Regions from separate parts of the Sus scrofa genome. Here region 1 is linked to region 2. The links are chromatin contacts, called in public targeted proximity ligation maps. All regions are on one chromosome and are shown on one strand. The core of a region is the stretch at or near the end of the contact, and the rest is flanking DNA. Distances in the headings are between cores, read along the strand shown. Region 1 overlaps CLEC2D (C-type lectin domain family 2 member D). Region 2 has its middle 57 kb from the start of CD69.

Region 1 (2,705 bases), core at 64-2,563, 75 kb before region 2:
TAACCTGCACTAAAGTCTCTTTTATGTCTTTTCTTGACTTGAGAACTTTCTTTTTCCCTAAGTCCCTAATTATTCGGCCACTGTTTGGAGGTTCTACCATATGTTTAGCCATCACGGGCATCCTGGTTGCTTCCAAGTTTTGGCAGTCATGAATACAGCTGTGTAAACACATTTGCGCAGGTTTTGCATAAGCAGTCAGTTTTCAACTCACTTGGGTAAATGCCAAAAAGGGGGATTGTTGGATCATATAATAAGTACATCACTTTCTTAAGAAACCGCCACACTGTTTTCCAAAGAGTCATTTGCTTTTTATTATCAATACCTGGTGAAACTTCTAAATCACTTCAGGGATTAAAACAATCCACTAGAAAAAAAATGTTGTTGATCAAAGACTGATTTCTACAGTTACTGTCTTGTTTTCACAATATGTATATAAACTCTATTCCAACTAGATCAATCTCACTGTGGCCAGATCCTCAGCTTTGAAATCTAACCACCCCAAGAAAGTCCAAGAAAGGGTGGTGGATTCAGGAAACGGCATATTTAAGATCACTTAAAACTCAAAATGGAGTAACTATGGTTCAGGCATCTAAATGGAGTCAGATCGGTAGATGTGGTTTCAGACACATTCTTGCATTACTAAGAACTTGAATTTTCTGAACTGTATTAAACCCAAGAGCACCACCCCCCACTTTCAAAATAACACCTGCAAGCAGCTACCAGTTGCAAACTAAGTTTCAAAAAGCCTCTCCCCACCCAAGCAATCCTTATTTAGACAAGCACCCTTTCTTCTTACCAGTTCCTATGTTAATTCTGGACAATTTTGTGTAAACTTGCAGCTTTTTTGGCATTTATCAACTTCCCCCATTTTGTAGTCCCCTGGGACACAATTCATTGCTTCTCCATCTGTACCTCCTGCAGTCCTAACAACCACAAATGAATGCCTTTTGGGGGGGCCTCGACAAGGGTTTCTGTTCTTAGAAGTCTTGGTTATCACAGGTTAACTACAAAGAGACAGAGCCTTATCCTCCATCTCTGTTAGGCCAGAGCGGCTCCCAGACTTTGGAACCCTCTGCAGACTTTCTTCTACTTTGCCAGGGAGGGACCGAGTTTGGGAGAAAGGCTACACAGAGGGGTTCTTTTTGACCCACTGTCAGTTCTCCTCCCCACTCCCAAGTCAGGCACTACCGGTCAGGGTAGGTTTCAGGGTCCAGAAGTGGGACTATGGAACCAAGCCCATGAACCCTGAATCACATCTGGTTTACCAGAGTTCAAGCTTTCTCTTCTGCTTCTCCTTCCGAGAAAAGAAATAGGAAGCAAAACCATGTGTCAAAGTACGCAGGGTGAGGCAGGTTGCTTCTGGACCCCTGGCAGCCAGTCTAGTGCTCCAGTCACTTCCTGGCATTCTGCAAACAGCTGCCTCCAGAGGGATGCAGGCTCCCAGGCCAGCGCAATTTTCGGAATTTGGAGGGCTGCTGGAGAGTGCATGGGGAGTGACAGTGGAGTTTGCAGTCCTAAGACCCTCCATCCCCACTCCACCGCCCCTGCTCCAATGCCTGGTCATGGTGAAGGAGGAACCGCCACTAAGAAGAGGAAGGCCTTGCCGGGTCTTTCCCAATGTGGGGGTGAGCGTCCAGGCTAAACAGGCAATTTCCAAAAACCCAACTTGATTTCACTCCAGCTGCCTGGGGCCCTGACCCGCTCTCTTCACTGGAGTGATGGGTGGGAGATTCCTTAGGACAGGTCCTGTGGTCTGGGGATAAAGGCTTGGGAAAGGCTGCAGGTTCAGCAGGCCTTACCTAGTGACTTGGTTCAGGGTCTCTCCCTCTTTTTATGTCTCAGACCACCCTGCCCCCACATCGCTATTTTAATTGGAAAGTAGAGATCCATTTGGAACTGGCCTGAGTCTCTTCTCCCTGCCCCCCCGCCCCTACTCAGCCCCATTTCTAGGAATACAAACGTTCCGGGGAGACTTGTCTTTAGACTCGGTCTGAATATCTTGAAGCAGCCTCTGGCAGAATAAGCAAGTATTTTAAAAAAAAGGAAGTTCCCTTCCGTTTCCTGTGGGTTAGGTGTACCAATGTTTTTGTAATATACTGCTCTTATTAACTGAAATTTCAGAAATGGAGATTGATTTGAGATAAAGAGGCATTTATCAGGAACGGGTAGTTAGAGCTGTGGCTCAGAGACTCAGATTCAGGAAGCACTGGAATTGTCTACCAGGCTACAAAATGGAGGTTGGTTATGACAGCAAAAACATGCAATGCCATATTTTTGTAATGTAAATATATCTGTTAAGAATTTAATTCTGGAGCTGGCCAGAAGCAGGGGTGCTTGTTAAGCAATGATTGGTTACATTGGTAATAGTAGTTGCATAACTACAAGGCGGGGCCTTGAGCTCAAAAGTTGGTAACTGTTGCACTATCTTTGGATCTGGTACAACACAAAGTTCAAATTCTGCAGTTCTAAAACCAGATCCTCAGTGGCCTTGTAGCTCCATTTTTGTACTTGGAACTGTGGGTATTCCATTATAGTTTCAATTTGTCATCATGCTCAGCAACGTCAGGGTTTTCTTGGTACTATATAAACATGATCTTTTAAAATGTCCATCTCTTAAATAGACACCAAAGCAGACAGCTACCTTGCCTGGGCCATTCTGGAACATCCATCCAGCCCTGTCTTACAAGACACTGGCACACTAGATC
Region 2 (2,816 bases), core at 81-2,580:
TATAGGTCATAGATGTGGCTTGATCTGGTGTTGCTGTGAGCTGTTTTGTAGCCTGGCAGCTGCAGCTCCAATTTGACCCCTAGCCTAGGAACTTCCATATGCCGCAGGTGTGGCCCTAAAAAGACAAAAAAAAAAGTCATTGGTAAAGTTTCTCGTAAGATAAAGGAAAATTAAATAAAGACATTTATGTGGTATAGAGGTATAGAGGATCTTTGGGAAAACTTTTTTTAAGAAACGATGTAGCTATAGTTTGAAGAGTCCAGGCTCTGCATCAGGCCTCACGGATGCAGATTCTAGTGCTAAAGCTACGTGGATTAACTTGTTCTCTCTGCCACTCAAGTTTCCTCATCTGGGTGGGGCTAACAGCCCTCGGAGAGCATTGACTAACTTGTTCTCTGTGCCCCTCCATTTCCTCATCTATAAAATGGAGATAACAGCCCTCGGAGAGTGGTTTGAATGGTTGAAGGAGATAATGTCTCTGCAATATTTTACGTGCTCAATACGATCTCAAAAATCATATGAATTATTTAAATACATAATAGAAATCATAAAAATATTTATTTTCGTTAGTTCCAAATAGGTGAAAACTTCTCTCATCTCTTCCATTTCTTGCCTCCGATCATATGTGTGTATACATGATCAAACTACTTTGAATGAACCGGATTTTATCAGTGCCATTCATGTATTTGTTTGTTCAACACATATTTGTTAAAGCTGCATTTGTCAGGCATTCTACTAGAAGATGTAAATCCAAAGATGAAGAAAAAAAATCCCTGATACTTACACAGATAACTCAATCTTCATATGGTAAGTACAAGGATATAAGAATTCATAGTTACTGAATGGTCTGGAGATCAACCTTAGTTTTTACTCTACCTGACTGCCTAAATCATTGAGGAAGATTCTTAATAAGCCGAGATCCATGTAGGTACAGAAGGGACTCAGAGAATAATTGCACAAATAACGTGCAGAAATAAATGGAAAGTGTCTGATTTGTTTAAAGGTAAGACTTAGAGGATTTTTTTTCATGTTCTAAGTCATATATTCTTTTAATTCTCTTAAAATAAGCATGTACTGCTTTGAAAATCACCCATAGAAACGACTGAAGAGTTTTGTTAGTGTCTCCAACATAGAACTCTCAGCCACTCTGAACCATCACAGGCTGGGGAAATGCAGGAGGCCCAGACCATCAACGCTGAGAGTCCCGAAGTCTGATGGGCGCCCAAAGTGAAGGCACCACTGACAGGCTTCCGGCGCACCCTAAGCCGACCACAGAGCCCCGCCTCCAACATCTCCGAGTCCGCCGCCCTCCACTGCAACCCCTGCCCGGGTTTGGACAGTTGCTCAAACGCTGACAGCTCCCTCTAGTGGCAACGTTTGCTTTCTTTACACGTGGGGATTGAAGAAAAGGCAATTTGAAGATCAACAGGAAACACGCTAAAGACTAGCCTGGTTTTAATGAAAATGCAAGTGGCAGGGCAGCGCATGCAGTCTTCCGGATACTTGCTACTAAAGACCTATAGTGAGAACTATTGTAAAGATACAGGAACTGGGGAGGGAGGCAAAAAGGTGATGGTGATTGTCTGTTAATATTCTTTGCAAGGCCTAGATTAAAAACAAAGCATAGAAGTTAAAGTTAGATATATAAGTAAGGGGCAACTAAGAAGCAAGACCTTAAATGGTCTCTAGCATATCAAAACCAATTCTGCAAAATCAAATTTATTATTACCAAAGGGAAACATAGTGGGGAGGGATAAATTAGGAGTGTGAGATTAACCTATACACACTACTATGTGTGAAATAGATAACCAGCAACAACCTACCACATGGCACAGGGAACTAACTCTACTCAATACTCTTTAATAACCTATATGGGAAAAGAATCTGAAAAATAATGGATATATGTATGTGAATAACTGAATCACCTTGCTGCACACCCAATACCAAGACAACATTGTAAATCAACTGTACATGTTTTAAAAAATAAAGTTCTCGCAGATCCCGTTGTAACTCGTTGGTAATGGACCCTTCTAGTATCTATGAGGAAAAGGGTACCTTCCCTGGCCTAGCTCAGTGGGTTAAGGACCCAGCGTTCCTGTGAGCTGTGGTATAGGTCACAGATGTGGCTTGGGTCTGGCCTTGCTGTGGCTGTGGTGTAGGCCCAGAGCTGCAGCTCCGGGTCGACCCCTAGCATGGAACTCCCAAATGCCATAAGTGCAGCCCTAAGAATAAATAAATAAATAAATAAATAAATAAATGTTTTCTTTTTTATGTTGTCATAAGTCTTTAATGTTTTAAAGTAAAAGATACAGAGTCATGTATCTCAAATAGTTTACCAATTATGGGGGTGTAGTTTTCCAGAAATGGGGGAAGATTAAGGATGATTTATAATACAACCAAGATAAAGAATATATAAGCTTTGGGAGTTCCCGTTGTGGTGCAGTGGTTAACGAATCTGACTAGAAACCATGAGGTGGCGGGTTCGGTCCCTGCCCTTGCTCAGTGGGTTAACGATCCGGCGTTGCCGTGAGCTGTGGTGTAGGTTGCAGACGCGGCTTGGATCCCGCATTGCTGTGGCTCTGGCGTAGGCCAGTGACTACAGCTCCGATTCGACCCCTAGCCTGGGAACCTCCATATGCCACGGGAGCGGCCCAAAGAAATAGCAAAAAGACCAAAAAAAAAAGAATATATAAGCTTTGTTTTTAAAACCTCATAATAGATTTATATTTATAATATGAAACATGCTAAATATTTATAAATAGATTTATATAATAGATTTTCAGTTTAATAATGTAATTATATTTTTTAAAATGTCA

What was found.
Region 1: a targeted proximity ligation map of alveolar macrophages shows a contact between it and region 2. A contact is called at or near these places in 14 of 47 Hi-C or Micro-C datasets (alveolar macrophages, blood, heart right ventricle and 3 more) and 2 of 2 datasets of targeted methods (alveolar macrophages and skeletal muscle).

Annotation. Positions count from the first base shown.
Region 1 is chr5:62,208,444-62,211,148 of Sscrofa11.1, reverse strand. All of the region lies in intron 2 of CLEC2D (C-type lectin domain family 2 member D), which reads left to right. Among named protein-coding and RNA genes, the nearest start is that of CLEC2D, 18 kb to the left of the region's middle.
Region 2 is chr5:62,133,840-62,136,655 of Sscrofa11.1, reverse strand. It overlaps the pseudogene LOC100624127. Among named protein-coding and RNA genes, the nearest start is that of CD69, 57 kb to the right of the region's middle.